Regions from separate parts of the Mus musculus genome. Here all the other regions are linked to region 1. The links are chromatin contacts, called in public Hi-C and HiChIP or PLAC-seq maps. All regions are on one chromosome and are shown on one strand. Each heading gives the region's core, a stretch centred on a gene start, on an enhancer-like site or on the middle of the called end of the contact. The rest is flanking DNA. Distances are from core to core; before and after follow the strand shown.

Region 1 (4,389 bases), core at 1,401-3,900:
GAGTCGGCTGAGGTCTGCTTCTTTATTCAGGCGACATTCCTTTATCGTCCAGCCACAGTGTGTAAATGTCTGCAGTAATGGGAATGTCATGGGCTTGCTCTCAAGGAGCGTTGTGTGGCTTGGTAGGAAACGGGCATGGCTGTGTGTGTGTGTATGTAGGAGAAAGGACAACCTCAGTTGCCACTCTCATCGACCATCCACTTCACTTTTTATTAGTAGTATTTTTAATGATCTCTTACTGGCCTAGAACTCACCAAGTAGGCTAGGCTGGCTGTTTGGGTGGGCACTGTGTTCCAGAATTCTCTCATCTCCACCTTCCTAGCCTTGGGATTACAAGTGTTTGTCACCGCAGCTGGTTTATTATTATTATCTTATTATTATTATTGCTAAAAACAGAAACAAAAAATATACTCCAAACCACCTGGATTCGGGGGGATCAAACTTAGGTCCTCACATGTGCAAGACAAGCACTTTACCTACTGAACCATCTCCCAGGTCCTTATCTCTGCTTTTCTTATGAGATTGGAATTGCCTGTCTTTGATCAAACGGAAAGAGAGGGAGATGGAGAAGGAGAAAGGAAACGATACAGAAGGGGCACAGGACAGTGTCGCTGGGTTCTGTTGACCCATGCTTTATGCAATAAGATACAGTGTATACAGCTCTTACTGGAGGGGTGCTGTATGCTTTGGACTTTGGGCATGTCTCCATCTTGGAGAGAGGTTCCTTAGTTCTCCCCCACCCCCACCCCCACCCCTCAGATATTGTTTGTACGATTTCTTCTGGGTTTGTAAAAGCAAGCACAGTCATGTGGGCATAATGACATTCTGACGTTAATCCCATAAGATTATAATGGAGCTGCAAAATTCCTATGGCCCAGTGACCTCTTAGCCAGTCATAACATCAGTGTGACCCATTACTCATGGGTCTGTGGTATTGGTGATGTAAACAGACCTACGATGGTGTGCTTTGCCTAGAAATACTGTAGATATCATTCCTTAGGTAGACAATGCTTGATAGTAAATGACTCTTACTGAATTATCTATTTAGTGGGTTGGACTTTTTTTTTTTTTTTTAGATTATGTTTCTTCTGCTTGTGAAAGAAAACTTGACTGTAAGTCAGTTTGCTATATTATGCCGGCAGTACCCTCTTGTATCTTGTATTTACCGTGCCTCTCGATTGCATCATTTTGTCTTGTGCTTGATTTAATTTCATGTTTTGTTCATTATGGCTCTAGGAGCAATAGGCTGTTTCTCCCCAACCTCCAAGCCCGTGAGCGTGTGTATCCCACAGGCTGGGTGTGTGCAGCATCCAGGTCTGTGTAAATACACTTAACATGATGATCATATGACTCGGTTGTCACACTCCTAAACAACCAATGGTTATAACCCTCTTCTCTGCTGTTCTCAGCTTCAAGAGCTTAGGACTAAGGGCCAAAGAAACGTGGAAAACAGCACTGAGAATCTAGGGATAGGTAGATTTTTCTTCTAACCTCCTTGGGAGTCCACAAAGGGCTCCAAGGCAGAGCCTCTGGCCAGTCTGAACCAATGGGGAGGTGTTGGGGGGGGGGGATTTCTTTTTCTGAAAGCAGATTCACACCTCCTCCTCCTCCCCCCTCTCAAATTGGAACAGTCCTGGGAAAATGGGACAGGTGTCCCCAGTTAAGAGACAGGGCTGTTTACTCAATTCAGCCGAACAGCTCTAAGGGAGAGGAAGTCTTGCTACAAAGAAAACTTAACATTTCCTATCATGAGGTAGTAGTCCCTGCCAGTTGAACCAAAGGACCAACTGGAAACGCTGCCTACTGTCCTCTAACAGGTGAATACCAGGTGAGAGTGGGCAGGTCAAAGTTCACTCTGGAGACCAGAGGCCTGAGGAAAATGTATCTCTGCTTCTACCTTAACCTTCTAAGTAAGCCACTTGCGGGGTATGCTGATGGGGGAAGGCGCTAGAGAGAGGCGTCTTTCCATTGAATCGGTGTAATTTGGCCACGGCCTCAGAGCATCAGGAGTAAAGTGAGAAAGAGGAAATCAGAAGGGTTCAAACACTAGTCAGTCCAGTCACTCCAGTTCTGGGCCAGGCCAGCCACCATGTCCCGCATCCACCCATCACTTGGCCGCCAAATAACCCCTGGAGTTTTACTCCGGAAGGGACCACCAGGCGGTGATTGGCTCGTCTTGGGCGTGCCTGTCCGATACATCCCGAGGTTTCCTTTAGCTGCTCCAAAACTGACGTGAAGCAGATTTTGGTGCAATGCGAATTAGCTCCAGCAGCGGAGTCCGGAGGTGACTGCCGAGCTCCGGGAGCGCCTGCTGGGGCAAAGCTGCGGCCAGGAGTCAACGCCCGCCTGCCGATGGCTCCATCCAGGCCGCCGCCCATTGCCTTGACAACAAGCCCCCACCCGCCCTCCTGCACAGCAGGCTTGGGTCACCGGCTCTTGGGTATGCGAAGGCGCCCCGCCCTGGGCGCCCCGCAACCGTGAGCCGCGCAACCCCACCTTGCCGAGAGCTTCCGAGCGCCAAGCAGAGGCGCCCCCTCCTGCTCGAAGAGGGAAAGCCCGGGCGCCCCCAGCATTGACTTCATAATAAAGCTCCCTAAAGGCTAGGGCTCCCCCGCGCGTTCCGGCGCCCTGCACCTGCTGGGTTCTCCCACCCGCCCTCGCCCGGGGACCCAGGGTGCGCGGACGGCCTGGGAGCGTGCGTGGCTCCGTGGTCAAGTGCTGCATCCCGGCGCCCAAGCACGGAGCTCCTGGGGAGGGGAGGGGGAGCGGGACATCCCCGAAGGCCGCCTCGCGGGAGGCGGGGAGGCTGCCGGGTGCACTGGGAGGGCGGGGAGCCCGCGGGAGGAGGCGGGCTGGGGGAGTGGGGCGGGCGGCGGGGAGGGAGCAGGAGCCAGGCAAGAAAGTAGCAGAAAGTGAGGCTGGCAGGCGGCGGCAGAGGCAGGAAGTCTTTGCCGGAGAGCAGTAGAAATTAGAGCCAGGGAGGGACCGCGGCGGCAGCAGCCAAGGCGAAAGAGGAAACTGCCGAAGAGGAAGCTCTGCGGCAGCCCGAGCCTCCCTGCGCTCCGCATCCTCCCGCTCCGCATCCCGGCGCCGGGCATCCCCCGGAGCCCGCGCCGCGCCTCCGGCGCCCCTTCCCCAGCGCAACCCTCGGCCGCCCTACAGCATTAGTCTGCCATGGCCCGGGAGAACGGCGAGAGCAGCTCCTCCTGGAAAAAGCAAGCAGAAGACATTAAGAAGATCTTCGAGTTCAAGGAGACCCTCGGAACGTAAGTGGGTGCTGGGGACCAGCGGGTGGAAGTAGCATCGGTGGCGGCAGCAGCGTCGGCTGCTCCTGCTGCTACCGTCGCCACCGCCACCGCGGCAGAAACTGGCTGGTCGATGCGTCCTCATTGTCCCATAGTCCGCTCTTATGGAGACCCTCCGCGAGTCCACCGCGTGGGTCTGCGCCCACGGTTGACACCTCTCCTGGGCGGGGGAGGGGAGCGCAGGGCGCGCAGAGAACAGCCCACGCGGGCGGGCGACTTTCCTTTTCCCTTGCCACCACCGCCCTCCACTGATTTTCTCCCCACGCGTGACTGTGGGCTGAGCATGGTGGATCTCGCTGATCGCTGGCTGTGTGCACTTACTCATCGTGTGTATGGGCGCACTGGGCCGACGAAAGTGGTCACGAGGAAATTCAGCTTTTGGTCCTACCCTTACATCATATATTCCTATGGAATTGACATATGCACGTACTAGGTGTAGACAAGACTTTGGCTGGCCTCAGGATGATGGGAGGGAAGAATTTCGCAGTATTCAGAGTGACATGTGGTCAGAGCTTCATCTGTGTGTACATCTCACCATAGGGTCAGATGCCCGGCGCTGGGGTTCATGTCCGGGTGGGAGGAGGATCAGTGAGTCTTTAGGGGCGGTTCTCTCCGGGGCTCATGCTTGATGGTTACATCTCCAGAAAGCAGAAATAATCAAAAGTGTGTGTCATCAGAGCTCTGAACATGTGCCACTCAGTACAGCTGCAGTTCCCTTCCTGCGCATGAGTTGGCTTTGTTTTGTTTTGAAGCGCCTCAGATAGGTACAGGGGCTGTGAAAGAATTCAGCGCCGCGGAAAGAGTCTGAAGTTCAAGTTATTTTCTTCCACCACTTGATCGGTTTCTGGTTTTGATCGGTATCTGTACATGAAGATACAGTCTCACACGTGCTCCGTAAAATGAACCTTTTGCTGGGGTTTAGGAGGGTGCTGATGACTCGGAGAAAAGGAGGTGGTGATTCCCGGGTGTATCTGTGTTTCTGGGCGCTTATCTCTCCTCCTGCCCTCTCGGCCTTCTTATTTCTGGGCTTGGTTTGCTTTTCCAGGACCTCAGTTTTCAAGCCTGCTCGAAGTGCAGAGTCCCA
Region 2 (4,389 bases), core at 617-3,116, 180 kb before region 1:
CGCAAACTAAATGGTAGCTATGTGACGTCCCTTGAGTTGGTTCTCAGGAGCATCTACTGTGTACCATTCTGACTTTACGACAGTTTTTTAAAAAGGTTATGGGGACATAGGAAGGGCTGGAATACATCCATTGCCTTTCCAATTTTACCAGCAATGCGCCATGTTTTACATCATTGATGTGTAGGCAGTCCTGGCTATAGTAATAGATTCATAATGTACTTCTTTTTTTATTTTGATTTTTGAGATAGTTCTGGCTGGCCTAGAACTCTCTGTGTAGAGCAGGCTGGTCTTGAACTCAGAGGTCTCTCTGTCTCTGCCTTCTGAGTGCTGGGATTTAAGGTGTGTACCACCATGCCAGACTATTATTTGCATTTTAGAATAATGCTGCAGTTATTTAGCATCTTTCTAGTATTTGCCCTCTTTCTTTCTACGACATGTCCCCTCCTGTCTGCAGCTGGGTATTAGTTGCAGTACTTTGTACTTACTGGCTCCATCATTGTGCCATCTCTTTAACCCTTTCCCTCCCTTTCCTTTCTGCATCCTTCAGTCCTTCTTTCTTTTGCCGAGCCTTATGAATCTTGTCACTTCATTACTACTTATATAAATCTGTAAAGTTTCAAAGGCAAGTTTAATAAGAATAATAGTGTATATTTAAGTTTAAAAAAACCATAATGTACCTTTATTCTCTTATCTTTTGGTTTCTTAAATTAAAAGATATTAAAACTCTAAGATGGAATTTAATATATTTAAAAATGTTTTTGTCTTGCTCTTTCTAAATTTCTTCCTATGCTGCCTCTCACAAGTTTATTATTTCTTGTTACAGTTTTCCCTGACAGAGCTATGAAAATGTCTTCTGCCTTTCTACCTTTATATCAGCCACATTCTGAATTGTGTTGCAGAAAGGGACATTTGAATTATTTCATATGAAACACTACTGTATTTTCTTTCCTCTTAAAAATGTTAGTTTTTCTTATCTGCTGTCCATAATTATGCATGTTTAATGTTCAGTGAGAACTAGAGCTTCAGTTATGTAATTAGTAAGTTGAAATATTAAAAATAATGAATTTTGCTTAAAATGACACATTATTCTTTTTTTTTAATTAGGTATTTTCCTTGTTTACATTTTCAATGCTATCCCAAAGGTCCCCCATACCCACCCCCCATATATCACATTATTCTTAGCAAAATAAAAATTACCACCTTGAAAGAACCATTTTACTCAAATTTCTTATGTTTTCCATATATTTCCTATTTGGGAAAAATAGTCTGAAATTAACTTCTCTAATTTACCTATATTACCTTGGAAGTTTTACTGGGTTTTTTTTGGGGGGGCGGGTTCGAGACAGGGTTTCTCTGTGTATCCCTGGCTGTCCTGGAACTCACTCTGTAGACCAGGCTGGCCTCGAACTCAGAAATCCACCTGCCTCTGCCTCCCGAGTGCTGGGATTAAAGGCGTGCGCCACCACCGCCCGGCCTAAAAAGGTTTCTTTCTGAAAAAGAGAGACAGATAAAAGAGTTTATACCTCTTGATGCCTTGATGTCTATTTTGAAGATGGGGAAGTACTGGAAAGTACTATTGTCTGCAGTGTATTACCAGTTTTCACAAATGTCTAAGAAGTTACAGTTAAGATGGGGCGGAAAGAAAAGTCTGGCTCAGGTAGCTCAGCTCTAGGCCTTGGGGTACCTGGACCAGGAAACCTTATCTAGAAAACAGCTTTGAAAAGGAAAACCCTTGTCCTGGAGTAGAGCAACTAAGAACCGCCCACCACGGCAGGCCGCCCCGCCTCTTGCCATCCAGTCCCGCCCCCGCCGCCGCGCCAACGGTGACCATAGCAACGCGGTGGACGTCCGCCAACGGCCAGGCTAGGTCTGGGAGGAGCCTAGAGCGCATGTCACATGACTCTGTGGGCGGAGCTTGTGCGGGGACGGCCAGAGCGTGTCCCCAGCCTCCGCCGCCTAGGCCAGAGTCGTGAGGAACGGAGCGGAGGCAGCTGCGAGGCCGCGGGTGCCCGCCGGGTGTGCTGAGCCGCCGCCATGGGCAGTGAGTGTGGTGGCTGGAGCGCGAACCTCGAAGGCCGCGGGTCCTTTCGGGCTGTGGGCAGTGGAGTCGCTTACTCCTTGGGGTGGTCTTGGGTGCGGGGGATGCGCAGGCCTCGTTGGGGTCGCCACGGGCAGAGCGAGCTGGGGACCCGCCAAGGCGCCTCGGGTCAGCGAGGCCTTGCCCGGCGGGTCACGGGAACTCAGAAGTCCCGGTTTGCTCCCCTTAGGAGGCGAGGAGCGAGGATGGCGCGGGGAGGCCATTGGCTGGGGGCGGGGGGTAGTTAGCACACTCCACGGCTTGGACCACTTGGGCTTTTTCTGAATCTCAGGAAACTCATTAATTTTTAAATTATTATTCTTGAATCACGCTTCCTTGGTGTGTTGCGACGAATAAGTCTCCCTTTTTTTAAAAAAATATTTTTTATTAGGTATTTTCCTCATTTACATTTCCAATGCTATCCCAAAAAGTCCCCCATAACCTCCCCCACCAAGTCTCCCTTTTTTAAAAATGTGATTCGTAGCATGCGTTTTAGGGGAGGAAAGGCGTGTGATCAGTAGCTCAGCATTTTCCTAGATTAATTCTTCCCAGTCATTCTGTAGTGTTCATTGAAAACTGTAAGTTGGTGCGCAAGGTATGGACGAGGCCTCGCATTATAAGATCCTTCCAGGGCCCTGCCCAATCACTCACCCTCATGTATTTTCACACAGATACTTTACCTAGCAGTTCACATGTTTGTGTATAAAGGGATAACGTTGCGATGCACTCCATTGGCTAACAGTAGACATTTGGGGAAAATTGGAAAGGAAATAAGAGACCCTTGGCCTTGAATTGTGAATAAAAATGGAATTGTGCAACACGGGGAGAGGCAGTACATGGCGGCACGCAACAGCGTTTTTTGATCCTGAACGCCAGTACAGTAATTCATAAACTAGCAATAAATCTCGGAGAGTAGCCTGGGCTGAGATGGGGAAGGGAGGCGATTCTAGACAGTTTCCCAGTGTTGTGACCCATAGTTGTTGTTTTTTTAATTGCAGGTAAATGTTTTCAGAATTTAGATTTACTTTTTTTTTTTTTTTTTTTTTTTTAAAGATTTATTTATTTATTATATGTAAGTACACTGTAGCTGTCTTCAGACACTCCAGAAGAGGGAGTCAGATCTCGTTACGGATGGTTGTGAGCCACCATGTGGTTGCTGGGATTTGAACTCCTGACCTTCGGAAGAGCAGTCGGGTGCTCTTACCCGCTGAGCCATCTCACCAGCCCTAGATTTACTTTCTAAATAGTCCAAATGTACTTCTATAACAAACATGACAATTATAAATTATCACCAAAATCAGTTACTTCTACCTTTTTGGAGTCCTGCCGGAGTAGGAGGCAGTGTCTATCCCTAAACCTTGGTTTGTCTTTCATTTACTGCAGAAGTAGCCTGGGAAAGGAGTACTTTTTAATGAAATGTAGTTGACATTCTCTGAGCAATTCTTGTGTGTAAGCAAGTACCTTGATATGGCTACTTAGAGAATTACAACCTTGAAATGCAGCTAACTGAAATGGAGCGGGGAATGTGGAGGTTAAAAGGTTGTCTGTAGGAGGTGATCCTAGCTTTTTTGTTTTTTGGCTTTTTTGTTGCAGTCTTTAAGCTGTTTGAGTCAGTACTCCAGTTTAAGCTCATAACCTACTATACTATTCCTGCAGAAAGTTCCCTCCGCTGTTGTACCATTTGTTAATTACTACATTAGCTAAGTACTGTAATAAGCTATGTCTGCTTATCTTATACAGTGATGATCTGATTATTTTCTGTTGTGCATATATAAAAGGGTTGGGTTTAAACCTGAAGAAGCAAAGAAGTCACGGTGCAGGGCTGTTTCCCTGTGCTCCACAGCTATCTGGGAGCTTTGATCTTCTATAGACCTACTCACTTGAACTTGAGAACATCATGATTGTTTAATTTGGGTGGATGTGATAAACTGCTGTTACAAAAATTGTTTTTGGAATTATTCAGAGATACATTTTTAAACTCTAAATTTTTTTTTTACAGTCAAGTTTTTAGAAGTTATTAAACCTTTCTGTGCAGTTCTACCAGAAATTCAGAAGCCTGAAAGGAAAGTAAGTATACTATTTGTTAATCTAGCAGGTAACAGAGTGACTGACTTTGCCAAACCACCAAGGTTGACTTACTTAACCCAACAATTTCTGGCTGTAAGTGGAAAAACCATTACCTCCTTATCTTGCAAACAAGTATAAATCTGCTTTATGTTTTGTTTTGTTGTCTTCGAGACAGGGTTTCTCTGTGTAACAGCCCTGGCTGTTCTGGAGATCTCTCTGTAGACCAGGCTGGCCTTGAACTCACA
Region 3 (4,389 bases), core at 940-3,439, 140 kb after region 1:
TTGCATGGGCAGGAACGTCCCTCACTGATAAGATTTCATATCTACACACGAACCCCTACAGCATTATGGTGTTTTTGTTTGTTTTTTTGTTTTTTTGTTTTTTGTTTTTTCTGAGTCAGGGTTTCTCTGTGTAACCCTGGCTGTCCTGAAACTCACTCACTCTGTAGAACAGGCTGGCCTCGAACTCTGAAATCCGCCTGCCTCTGCCTCCCAAGTGCTGGGAATAAAGGTGTGCGCCACCACACCCGGCTCCCTACAGTATTAAGATCCTTGGCATGGCCAGGTCGACACCCATTCAGTCAGAACTTAACCCAGCCACTACACTTATGCCTTTGTCCTCGGATCACAAGTGTGTGCCGTATGGCCAGCTAAAGCAAGTTTTTAAAAATGACTTTTCATTACCTGTAGTACTTCAATAATCATATATATGTATGTGTATGTACACACACACACACACACACACACACACACACACACACACAGAGATTCTGTATTGATCACTGTTCTCCAGAGTCACAGAACGTATGGAATGCCTCTCCATATTAAGAGAATTTATTGTGATGACTTACAGCCTGTTGTCCAACCAACCCAACGAGTCCAAGGATCTCATAGTCGCTTAGTCCCATGCAGTGTGTTGTTTCAGCTGGTCTTCTGTAGCCCTGTATAATCTTGAAGAAAATAAGTTCCAACAGATGTGCTGGCAAGTGCAAGCAGGTGAAGGAGAGTGAGCCTTCCTTCTTCCACTGACCTTATGTAGGCCTCCAGCAGAAGCTGTGGCCCAGATTAAAGGTGTGAACTACTACGCCTGGATTTGGAATGTGCTCTGTCCCAGGCTGAACACGGAGATCTGCTTGTCTCAGCCTCCTGGGATTAAAAGCCTGGGCCTAAGCTCTTCATGGCCACTGTGCCTCAAGATCTGGATCAAAAGCCTGTGTCATCCCAAGTCAAGATTGGGGTCAGAAGCCTGTGTCTTCCAGCTTCAAGATCTGGATCACAGGTGTGCCCTCCATTTCTGGGTTGTAGTTCATTCCCGATGTAGTCAAGCTGACAACCAGGAATAGCCATCACAACTGTGTACTGCTTTATTTAGGAGTGAGTTCTTTAATTGTAATTTAACAAGCATTGCCAGAATAGTTTGCAAAAGTATTGGTGTAATCTATACTCAACAGCTTTCCCATGTGAGTCTGTCCTTTCCAAACCTGAATAAAACTGTCTTGTTTAGGGCTTATTTAACATTCTGATTATTTTTTTAAAAATTTATTTTATGTGTATGGGTGTTTTTCCTGTGTGTATGTATGTATGTATGTATGATGTATGTATTTATGAATGATGTATGTATGATGCATGTATGTATGATGTATATATGATGTATGTATGATGTATGTATATATGATATCTGTATGGTGTCTGTCTGTCTGTATGTTATGCACATGCTTAGTGCTATTGTAAGTCAGAAGAGAGCATTGGTCCCCTTGGAGCTAGAGTTACAGGCAGTTGTGAGCTGCATAATGTGGGTTCTAGGAACTGTGTCTGGGCCCTCTGTAAGAGCTGCAAATGCTCTTAACCAGAGCTCTGTTTCTAGTCCTGTATTGGGTTGATTTCTAGTGAGTCTCAAGGGTTGGTTAAAGTGTCAGCTGGTTGTTCTGTGGGCTGTGTGTCTGTGTCTTATCCCCATGTATTTGACCGGGAGGGAGGTGGCTTCTCCCCAACATGGGTTTCTGTGAGTGGGAATACTGGAGTTGTGCAGGTAGCTCCCTGGGGAAGGCCTTTGGTATAGTGTGAATGTTAATATTTTAAGATTTTATTTGTGGGACTTGAATGTGCTCTCTCTCTCTCTGATTGTGAGGTTTGCATGTGTATATTTTCATTCTTCCCCCTTAAATGTCTCTGACACTTCACTGTGATTTTTAAATTTAGAAATGTTATTAACATGAGCTCTTGTAAAAGGTAGATTTTCTTCATAATCATAGCCAACAAGACATCTACAGTCATTTCCTAAATACCACTCACCTGGATATGACAGCTGACGCTGTACCGAACAGGCAACATATGTTCTCATTGTCTCCCCTTTCAATCCGACAGTCTGATCTTTGATCAACACCATGAAGTTTGTGGAGAGGAAGTCAGTGCCTGCCAGTGGCTGCACACATGGGAAGGGGGAAGCTGGCTACACAGGATTGGCATTTTTGTTTCAAAAATCAAGTCAGGAAATGAGGTCATTCTCATCACTGCCGAGACTTTCCCTTGGGAGAGATGCTAGGGTTGTGCATCTTAGAGAGTTCAGGCAGTTCCTTCAGATCCTCTGTCCTAGAGTTCTGGAGTGCTGAGGCATAGTGATTCATTTCTGTGTTTCCCTGCCACTTCTGAAGTATATCTGATGTATAGATAAAGACAAGTAGTGTGGCCAGTTTGTATTCTAAATGTAATTTTCTGAAGCGCTGAAGAAGGAGGCAAAGGAAAAAACCATTGAGTCATAGTAACAGTCTGTTTGTGTCTGTGTGCTTCAGGTACACTTCTAGAACCTTCTTTGGTACCTGGAATAGCATTTGCCATTGTGAGGGGGGATGTGCCAGTCCTAGGGAGAGCAGGGGAGGTGTAGGCCAGTTACTAGACATGGCGTGGGGTGTTCAAGTCTGAGGGCAAGCATGGAGTTCTCCTTTAAAGCTATCAGCTGAAGGTGGCTGTGGTAGAACAACATATTTGTCTTTCAAGTAGGAAAAAAAAGACAAGTCCAGGTAGATTCATGAACGAATTCCAGCAAGAATGGTGGGCTTTTCATAGTTCAGAGGAGAACATGAATGCCAATAAATTCTAATTTTTGCAATGGTGAAAGAAAAGTTATCCCAGAGCATCTGTGGAAGCATGATAATGGAATGATTTCATGGGATTGTTCAGTAGTCCTCTTTTGTAGTGGGGTAGAGAGGAGGGGTTCAAGCCACCATGGAGCACCCAGCATGAGGCAGGGGAAGTATCTGGTCGATAAGCAGGTAGGCTCAGTAGACGCAGAAAGATAGGACAGAGTGTCTGGGATAAGGAGGGATGCCGATAAGCCCGAGCCTCAGGTTTGTGGGTCTCTTCTCTGGAAAGCTCTCCTGCATAGGCTCGTGCCTCTCCCCCTGCTCCATGCAATCGTCAGCAGCGGTTTGCTCTGTCCATGCATTCATCCTTGCAAACTGCCCGTGTGTTTGAGTCTTTATGTATCCATGTATATATGAAATGTGCTTTTACGTGTATGTGATTGCACATGTTTGTATGTGTGTTTCATGTGCCTGTGCATACATATGTGTGGAGGCCAGAATACAGTCTTACCTGTCGTTACTCGGGTGCCATGTCCCTTGTTTGGGGGCAGTCGCTCACTGGTCTGGAGCTCACTGCTTAGGCTAGGTTGGCTGGCCCCCACCCACCTAGCTTCCTACCTCCACCTTCTCAGAGCTGGGATTTCAAGTGTATGTCACCATACCTAGCAATTTTTATATGGCTTCTGGAGGCTTTACTTATGGTGCTATGCTTGCCTGGTAAGTGCTTTACCCACTGATCCAACCTACCAGCTACACAGGAACTTGTTTCCTCTGTCTCCCTCCGCCTGGCACGGGAGTCTCCAGGACCAGAGCACGCCCTTCATCTCTCTCCATATACTTTTGTTCAGTGTGTGTTCAGTGACTAAATGGCCTGAATGCCCCCCCCCCCACCTCTGCAGTGACCTGCCCACTGTGTCTGAGGTTCTTTGCCTCAGAGAGTGGTCCCTCCGTACCTTGAGGGACAGTTCAAAACACCTTGTCTTATGTGATCTGTGGCAGCTTGTTATTCTCATTTCCTTGAAAGAGCAGCTGCTCTTCATAGGGCTAACTCATGTTTAAACCATGGCCAGTTTCCAGTTTCATTAAGGACTTCCTGCTGTGTCCTGCTAATGTCTTTGTGTGGCACATTGGCCTGTTCCCAGGAAGCATGCTCTGATTTCTGTGGGGATGTCAATAGTTGTGTCTCTTAACGGGAAGTGGCTTGCTGATGGAATCTCAAGCGCTTTAATCATGGGCCAATTTGGGAAGAGACCTTTAGACAGCCAAGTGCTTCGGAGGCCCTCAAGTCACTCGGCCTGTGCAATCTTTGCTCTGGGAACTGTCTTGTTTTGACCTGTCTGTCCTGAATTTCGGGGCAGCCCATCCCCAAGGGTCAGAGAAGCTTCGAAGGAGGATCTGTGGTGTACCCTGCAGCTGGAACCCGTCTCTGCCCTCCTAGGCCAGGTTGAGTGGCATGTGCCTGGGCTGGGGCTTCTGTGATGCTCTGAGCCTGGTCCTAGTTCCAGCCCTTCGGGACTTGGAGGTGAAGTCAAGAACATGTTTGTGCCTACATTCTTTCTGAGGGCTTATAACCCCCACAGCCAAGGAACTG

The links. Hi-C and Micro-C count contacts between places; a contact is called where the count stands out from the background. HiChIP or PLAC-seq counts read pairs in DNA pulled down with a chosen protein or histone mark.
Region 2: a Hi-C map of CD8 T cells shows a contact between it and region 1, with 2.3 times the contacts expected there. The contact joins the promoter of Sec61a2 here to the promoter of Camk1d in region 1. A contact is called at or near these places in 10 of 484 Hi-C or Micro-C datasets (CD4 T cells, CD8 T cells, the G1E-ER4 cell line and 3 more), 3 of 115 datasets of contacts at active chromatin or transcription factors (effector CD8 T cells, embryonic stem cells and memory CD8 T cells) and 1 of 9 other capture datasets (adipose tissue).
Region 3: an H3K4me3 HiChIP or PLAC-seq map of bone marrow-derived macrophages shows a contact between it and region 1, with 2.8 times the contacts expected there. The contact joins the enhancer-like site here to the promoter of Camk1d in region 1. A contact is called at or near these places in 11 of 39 promoter capture datasets (the 3T3-L1 cell line, 3T3-L1-derived adipocytes, the HPC-7 cell line and 7 more), 5 of 484 Hi-C or Micro-C datasets (the AtT-20 cell line, the N1E-115 cell line, bone marrow-derived macrophages and 2 more) and 9 of 115 datasets of contacts at active chromatin or transcription factors (CD8 T cells, bone marrow-derived macrophages, embryonic forebrain and 4 more).

The regions. Positions count from the first base shown.
Region 1 is chr2:5,713,023-5,717,411 of GRCm38.p6, reverse strand. Camk1d (calcium/calmodulin-dependent protein kinase ID) reads left to right here and starts at 2,650. Exons shown (of 11, transcript NM_177343.4): 1 at 2,650-3,266. The coding sequence starts at 3,175.
Region 2 is chr2:5,892,909-5,897,297 of GRCm38.p6, reverse strand. Sec61a2 (Sec61, alpha subunit 2 (S. cerevisiae)) reads left to right here and starts at 1,866. Exons shown (of 12, transcript NM_021305.4): 1 at 1,866-2,041; 2 at 4,077-4,144. The coding sequence starts at 2,035. It overlaps Gm13267 (predicted gene 13267), which reads right to left and starts at 1,834. Exons shown (of 3, transcript NR_166420.1): 1 at 1,524-1,834. It also overlaps a transcript of Dhtkd1 not described here.
Region 3 is chr2:5,577,426-5,581,814 of GRCm38.p6, reverse strand. The region is part of intron 1 of Camk1d (calcium/calmodulin-dependent protein kinase ID); the gene reads left to right. Among named protein-coding and RNA genes, the nearest start is that of Gm36853, 97 kb to the right of the region's middle. Within about 2 kb of position 2,189, at least 16 of the 459 cell types and tissues checked have an H3K27ac peak or open chromatin away from gene starts, as enhancers often do. A contact at or near this core is called in the N1E-115 cell line, bone marrow-derived macrophages and heart atrium, where this site is marked.